2 separate regions of the Ovis aries genome follow, and region 1 is linked to region 2. A link is a contact called in public Hi-C data. All regions are on one chromosome and are shown on one strand. The core of a region is the stretch at or near the end of the contact, and the rest is flanking DNA. Distances in the headings are between cores, read along the strand shown. Region 1 holds the start of ANKS1A (ankyrin repeat and sterile alpha motif domain containing 1A). Region 2 holds the start of ILRUN (inflammation and lipid regulator with UBA-like and NBR1-like domains).

The links. Hi-C and Micro-C count contacts between places; a contact is called where the count stands out from the background.
Region 1: a Hi-C map of blood shows a contact between it and region 2, with 4 times the contacts expected there. The contact joins the promoter of ANKS1A here to the promoter of ILRUN in region 2. A contact is called at or near these places in 2 of 16 Hi-C or Micro-C datasets (blood and skin fibroblasts).

What each region holds. Positions count from the first base shown.
Region 1 is chr20:9,019,984-9,023,837 of ARS-UI_Ramb_v3.0, reverse strand. It overlaps ANKS1A (ankyrin repeat and sterile alpha motif domain containing 1A), which reads right to left and starts at 1,704. Exons shown (of 24, transcript XM_042237563.2): 1 at 1,424-1,704. The coding sequence starts at 1,632. TAF11 (TATA-box binding protein associated factor 11) reads left to right here and starts at 3,121. Exons shown (of 4, transcript XM_060403100.1): 1 at 3,121-3,382. The coding sequence starts at 3,212.
Region 2 is chr20:8,872,470-8,876,424 of ARS-UI_Ramb_v3.0, reverse strand. ILRUN (inflammation and lipid regulator with UBA-like and NBR1-like domains) reads left to right here and starts at 2,562. Exons shown (of 5, transcript XM_042237257.2): 1 at 2,562-2,900. The coding sequence starts at 2,743.

The DNA of each region.
Region 1 (3,854 bases), core at 455-2,954, 150 kb before region 2:
AACCACTTGAAGCTCTGGGCAGAGAGCTCTTCTAGTGACCCACTAGCACAAAGGAGACCGCTGTGCCCCTGACAATGGTGGCCCACCTGGAATGCTCTCATAGTGCGTCACCTACCCAAATCCTCACATCCCTCACATCAGCTGAAGTCCCCCTCCTCATCTCCACCTCATCCCATCCCAAAGTAACGTCTCATTTTTTTGAACTACTAACAGTGAGTACCACCATCAGCTTATGTAGAAATGTGTCATTCCCTAATTAATACTTGTATTTATTCAACAAACCTTGAGTACTAATTATGTGACAGCATTGTCCTAGGGAGCTGTAGAAATTGCCACAAATGGTACTGATTTTTGCCTCCCCTAAAGAACTCCCTGGGAGCATTCTTCTCTTAGACTGCTTTTTAGTATCTTCCTGTATAGGCCTGGCTTTGTACTCAGTGATTAATACCTAACAATTTAATAGAGCCTTAGGCTTCTTTGGTCCAAGCTCACTCAAACTGAAGTTACATAAACTAATGGGGAACAAAAGCAAACGAAACCATTTCTAAGTGAACTTCCACTTCTTAAAAACCTCAAAAGAACAAGGAAGGAAAAGAAAACCGGCTATGAAAGTGCTGCTGAAACATCACATTTTACTCACACTGACAAAGCACCTCCAATCCCCTCCAAGCCACACAAAAAACGACCTTTTCCTCTCAATCCTTACAGCTCCAGATTCAAGTGTTTAACAACAGACCTCGGAAAAGTTTAAAGCACTCCTCAGTGTCCTAGACAAGTCCTTCTAACGCTTTATTTTTTGATGAATAAACCCCCTGATTGATGAACCGTGCATCTGCCACTTAACAGACTAATCCAGTGAGGTTCACTACAAGGAACTGGAATTTAAGCTTCAAGCACAAGAGGGACTCAAAGAACACTTTGAACGTGATAAACCTAGAGACGATTTTAATATAAACAACAAAAGCCACGTCCTGCAGAGCCTGGTGGAAGGTTCCAAGTTCCCCAAAGAATGGAATCGAGAGAATTTCTTCCAGGGGAACCGCGCGATTCTCCAAGGCGTGGGAGTTTCTGCAGGAGATGAGGGAGATTCAAAATACACATCTTTTCCCCCCTAAAGTGGCTTGTGAGATACAACAGCTGGCACCCGACGGTGAAGCCCGGGCTATGCCATGCGGCGGAGACTGCAACCTGGGCACTCCCACTATTCTTCGCAGCCCGGTAAGGACGGGAGATGAGGACAGCCCGACGCCGCGCGGACCCGCACCGGCGCCCCTCGCCCCTCGGGCCGCCTGCCCTCTCCCCGGGAAACCTAGCAAACCCAGCCCGCCAGGGTCTCCGGAGCCCCAATCTCTCCGGGGACCCAGGCGACGGGCGGGGGAAGGGGGGGTCTCCAAGAGCTACCCGGACCCGGAGCGTTACCTACCTGAGCAGACTGGACAGGGCATGGCTCGAGGAGCCAAGACCGCCGCCGCCGCCTCCAGAGCCGCCGCCGCCGCCGCTACCGCCTCCAGAGCCGCCGCCGCCGCCGCCGCCCCCGAAGCCTGAGGAGAGCCGCTTCCCGGACAGCAGCTTCTCCACGGCCGGGAGGTGTCCGGTGCGGGCCGCCTCCAGCAGCTCCTGCTCCTTCCCCATCCCCAGGGCCGCCGCCCCCTGAACCCCGTTCCCTGGGCCGCCGCCGAACCCGTTCTGGCTCCCAAACTTTCTGTCTCCGGGCAACGCACCCCCCGAGCCGGCCGGGGACACCACCCCCCTCCCCCCGCCTTGTCCCTCAGGGGCGCGTCACTTCCGGGATCCGGCGTCACGCGTCACCGCGCCCCCGCGCCCCGCCCCCGTGCCCACCTAGCTGGGCGGGGCCGCGCGGGCCAGAGCAGGTGGCTGCGGTCTGCCCCGAGTGGACCCGGCTGCGCCCTGATAAGCCTTCCCGGGCAAGAGGGATGCGTCGTGGGGTCACCCGCTGTACAAGTGGAAGGTGACGAGCGCGGTCCACCTGTCCGAGCCCCGCGAAGTGCGCTCCTTCTCCAGAGGTTTTGGGGACTCGGAAGACAGGAAATACGGTAATTCATCCAGGCAGTGTAGAAACAAAGAGAAGTGTGGTAACGCGCACCCACATTTGCAAGCCCATTCCCTCTCCACCATAAATATGTCATGGGTTTGGGAACCTAGTGATTAAAGATGTGAATAAAGTGCCCGCCTCCTCACCTCATGAGGAAAGAGAGGAGAATTTTAAAAGGGAGTATAACCCCACTTCATGTTCCCAATCTTGAAATGGCTCGTTAAAGCGAAACATTCAAAGAAAAGACTTCCCTCCCTTTAGGATTTGTTTCCTCTTTTTTTTTTTTTTTTTTTTTTTACTGCCCTCCCCCTCGCCCCACCATGGAGGACCTTAGCTCCCCAATCGAACCATCGCCCCCTTGCAATGGAAACGGAGTTCTAACAACTGAACTGCCAGGGAAGCCCTGTTTCCTCTTATTTTTGACGGATGTGAACCAAACTGACATTAAAGGTCAGATTTGTAAAACCGACTCTGATCTCGAGTACTGGTGAATTGGGAAATATGCAATTCGGCAGAAACTGCCTGTTTTGCTTCTGGTACTAGGGCTGTTTCTGGCTCGAAAAAGGCGCTCAGTAGTTGTGGAGTTAGTAATCAAATTGGATAAATTCAGTTCAAGCTGTACGACTGTTTTTAGGTGCTTGAGGAACAAAAGAGAAATGCTGACAATTCCATGTTAACACAAGCCTCTGAGGTCCAACTGAACGCGTACAAGGTTGAGTTCCTGTCTGCGTTTGCCCGGGAGCTGCTTTCCACAAGGGCGAACAGATGGAGTTTTCTCCTGTCCGCAAACTTTCCTCTGAGGAAAGCAGATTAGGAAGGCGTTAACAGGTTGTGCTTTGAGAAGGACGGAAAGAAAAAGGAGCCCTTCATTAAACAACAAAGCCCTCCTTTATAAATGCGGGCTTCTCAAGGTAGAAAATCCACAAACTGATTTCCGTACCCTCAACTTCCCCTCTCCGCACCGCCACCAAATAAGAAGTAAACCGAAGCCCTGCAACCCTCTGGGCGCGTGTCTAAATAACCCCTCGGTGCAGCGGTGTTGGTGATGTCATCGCAGCGCGACGACCGGAAGTAAGCTGCGGAGCCGCGGATCTGCGCGGCGTCCTGAGCTCGGGAGTCTGACAGGGGCGCGTTCTCCTCTCCTAGGTTCTAGCCGCGATGGATAATGCCTGCGAATCGCCCACGGAAAAAGGTGGAGAGACCGGGGAATCAGAGGAGACGACGGCGGCTCCTGGGGGCCCCAGGGTTACGGATATGGACGGAATCCCGGAGGAAACTGACGGTGACGGAGACGGGGAATTGAAAGAGGCCGCCGCTGAAGAAGGCGAGGTAGGGAGAGATGTGTCGATGAGGCCGGAGTAGCTTGTGTCACTTCTCGCCCGACAGGCCTCCTGTTTGGTCCCTCCCAAGCTAAGACAGTCGAGCTCACCATAACCCTTTAGATATACAGTCGCAGAGTTGGGGTAAGAAAGGAGAGGAAACCTTAGAGCCGTCTGAGTTCCAGTAAGTAACTCAACCATTAGGTCAGAATTTTTAATCACTGCCCTTAGGCGTTAAAGCTGCTTCAAAGAGGGGACTTCCCTAGCGATCCAGTGGTCAGGACTTCACTTTCCAATGCAGGCTGTGCGTGTTTCATCCCTGGTTGGGGAGCGAAGATCCCATTGCCTCGCAGCCGAAAAACCAAAACATTAAACAGAAGCAGTAATGTAACAAATCAATGAAGACTTTAAAAAGCCACTGCCAAGGGAATTTCAAATAGCTTCTTGGTTTTCCTGGTGAGGAAATTGGGGTCGATGCCAAT
Region 2 (3,955 bases), core at 1,313-3,812:
AACTGTCCCCATAAAGTTTCAGAATTCACTTAAGGAGTAGTTATACTGCTTTGAGATAGCTCCCATCATGAACTGAAGTTCTGAGCCATTTGGGTCTCTTATTCGCCAGGATCTTTTTTTGTATTCTGTGGGCTGTTTAGGTGTGAGCTGAGCCCCTAGTACTGACGGAAGTTGGCAAAGAACTTTTAATTTCCTTTGGGTCAGCATTCTAATAGACTCATCAGGTTTCAATAACATTTTCTTCTTTAAATCCTTGGTCAACACAACTTGAATCCATGAATGTGCAAGTTAAAACAGCTCCTAGAAAAGTATATACATTTTGAATTATTTTGTAATTTAAGGCCACCTTGAACTCAAAAGGGAACTGTGGCAGGATATAGTGGATAGAGTGCTAGACTGAGAATTTTTGTGATTACTAGCGGTGTCATTCTGGATTCATCAATTCTCTTCTCTCAGTTTCAATTCCTTTGTTTGTAGACAGTCTCACGTCCTTTCAGCTCCAAAGTTGGGATTTTTATAATCTTTGGGTTCTCGTTCCATCATCCATAAGATTCAGACAGTAGGAGAAAAAAAAAAAAATCATTGGAGAAAGGGTGGCCCCTTATTAAGAAAAGAGAGAGGACACATACTTCATATTGTAACAGAGGACAAGAGAAGTGAGGCAGAAGAGGGACCAGAAGAAGTCGTCCCTGTCTGCTTGTATTCAGTTCAGTTCAGTTCAGTCGCTCAGTCGTGTCCGACTCTTTGCGACTCCATGAATGGCAGCACGCCAGGCCTCCCTGTCCATCACCAACTCCCGGAGTTCACTCAGACTCATGTCCATCGAGTCAGTGATGCCATCCAGCCATCTCATCCTCGGTCGTCCCCTTCTCCTCCTGCCCCCAATCCCTCCCAGCATCAGAGTCTTTTCCAATAAGTCAACTCTTCGCATGAGGTGGCCAAAGTACTGGAGTTTCAGCTTCAGCATCATTCCTTCCAAAGGAATCCCAGGGTTGATCTCCTTCAGAATGGACTGGTTGGATCTCCTTGCAGTCCAAGGGACTCTCAAGAGTCTTCTCCAACACCGCATTTCAAAAGCATCAATTCTTCGGTGCTCAGCCTTCTTCACAGTCCAACTCTCGCATCCATACATGACCACAGGAAAAACCATAGCCTTGACTAGACTCCTATCTAACCCCACAGTCATCTCCTCAAGTTTATGATCACAATATTAGTTACCATTTCTTGAGTGCTTCTTAGGGAGCAGGCAGGGTACTGAGTTCATATATTGTCAACTCTGTAATCCTTACAACAAACCAATCTGGACAAGCACCATGATTAGCGATAACTGGCAGAATGAGGATTTTTCCCAAAGGCGTGGGACCTCAGAAGTTTTTAAAACCTGTTAGTCTCATTTGGTAGTAGGACAGAAGGAAGTAGAATCTTTTTGCCTTTCCAAAATCTCATGGCACCCCAGATGCTGCTGGTCTCTTATTCTAGCTGTCTACTTGTTGAAATTGTTATGGAAAACGTAGGAATGAAAGATAGTTTCTAATTTTGCAGCTCTGTATTTTCGGACAAGGCGTACAAACTTTCTGGATCTTACTTTCCTTAAGACAGAGAGCCACTTAAAGACAGATCATTTCTTTTTCGTCCTTCCCCCATGGGGATGTAGGAGAGTGTCGGGCAAACGTGGTGCGAGAAGGAATGAAGGGAGGTAGACCAGGCAGTCCCTATGCTTCCTTTCTTATTCTTTAGTTTCGAAATGGGGCCTTGATCAGGTACTATAAGTACTATATGCACAGTAACACTTTGCCTTCTAAAAACGAAACAAGGCAGGTCACATTCTCATGACTTAAACTTTATTTTGAGAGGCTTGGTGTTGACGGAGTGGGTGGAAGATTATATGCGGTGTTGGCATGGACCCGTGACTGCCGTTTGCATTGAGGCCTCCTTTACTTTCCGGAGACTGGAGACTACCGTTGCATAACAAAACATCACCGGTGCCACCAAGTGTGTGGCCGGCAACCAACTATTCAGGGCATTATCCCTCTGCGAAAGCAGCTCTAGAAACATGCAAACAAGCCCTTCCAGCGCGAGGGGCAAAGCCCTGGCTCCGAAGAAGAATGGGTCCTGCGTGCAATCTGGTACTTGGATCTCGTCCTAGTCTCTAGTTTCTTTCCCGACTTCAGTTTCCTCATCTCCAAAATGCTCGCACCGTCGTAGACCCAAGAGCCCCTAGCTTTCCCCCCTGCTCAAGCCCGAGGTTTTAACTCCTCCTCCTCAGGGTAGGGGCGGGGCGAGGAAAAGGTCAGGCCGGGAGTCACCTCCTCGCGCCTCCTGGCCTTCCCCTTCCTCCTTCCTTCCGCCCGCCCCCTCGCCCCACCGTGGTGAGGTCACGCGGGGGACGTCACGGGGTTGTGACGCCACTGAGGGCGGGCCTCCGAGAGGAAGGGGCGGGGCCTAGGCAGGCGACGCTTGCGCAGTGGGCGCGGCGCGGGAGGAGGCGGAGGCGGCGGCGCAGCTAGAGGCGGCGGCGGTGGAGGCGGCGGCGCCGGGGGGGGGGGGGGGGGGGGGAGCGCGAGAGCGAGTGAGCGGCTGAGAGAGTTTACCCCGATGAGGCGGTGAGAGGCCCGGGGCCTACCTCAGCGGAGCGGGCTCGCGGCGCCAGCTAGCAGCGGGCCCCCTCCCGGTCCCCGGGCCCGGCGGCGCGGCGGCTGCTTGGTTGTGAGGAGGCGGGGAAGCGAGTGTCCGGCCCCAGCCATGGAGGGTATGGACGTGGACCTGGACCCCGAGCTGATGCAGAAGTTCAGCTGCCTGGGCACCACGGACAAGGACGTGCTCATCTCCGAGTTTCAGCGGTTGCTCGGCTTCCAGCTCAACCCGGCCGGCTGCGCCTTCTTCCTGGACATGACCAACTGGTGAGCCGGCTCCGCCGCCGCGCCAGCCTCTGGCAGCGGCCTCGGGGCCCCGAGGGGAAGGGAAGGGACACCCGAGCTCGGCGGCAGGGCGGGCCGGGCGGGCTCTGAGGGACACCCCTCTCTAGGGGCGGGGAGGGCGTGTGGGGAGCCCTCGGGGCCTGGGAGGAATTAGGGGCCCAAGCAGGGCTAGAGGGGGACATAGGAGGAGAGTTGTGGGGCCACGGAGGGCAGGAGAGGCGGAAGGGAGGTCGGGGGGCTGGTGCTGAGGTTCGGAGGAGTGTTGTTAGCGGCCGAGGAACGTGGGAAGAGGAGGAAAAGGGCTTGAGCATCGAGGAACGGGGTCCACCTGGGAAGAAGGGGGCCGTGGTGTTGGCTAAAAGTAAAGCGGAAAATCCGAATTTGCGGAGTGGAAAAAAAGCTTGGGGTATGGAGTTAGAGGCTGAAGATGACGGGGGTTGAGGGGAAACTCTGGGAGAGAATTGGGTGCCGTGGGCAGGCAGAACCTGGCGCGCGGGTGAGACTTGGGAGTTAAGAACTGAGAACAGATCATTTGTGTGCGTCTCTCTTATTAAAGTGTGTGTCTCCATTCGAGGACAGACAGGAAAAAGGGGAAAACTTTACAGGGAAGGACAAGTGAGTAGGATAAGAAAGAGGACTTTCCGAAGAGCTGTGCCCGGGAAGGGGTGGGATCTACTAATGGAGGACCGGGCGTGCTAGACCCGGGGAAAACGTGAATAAAAGTGAAGGAGAGGAGGTTGTCCTGCGGGAGGGAACTTTTCTGACGGGATTGGAGCTCTGGGCTCCAGAGTACGGGAAGGGAGAGGGGCTTATCTCAGAGGCACTTACGGGGAAAAAAAAAAAAAAAAATGCTGGGTTGTTAGCCGTTTGGGAAAATGGAGAACTTGACTTTTTGGCTTGGAGTCTTCTTGTAGAAGACTGATTTGGGGTAGAGGGCCGTGATAACTTCGACTACAGGGGTGTTTCTTGGTTTTGGGTGGAGCACTTGCTATTTCTGGTAGCCAAGTTTCCCCTTGTTCTCTGAGGAGGGCTTGTCG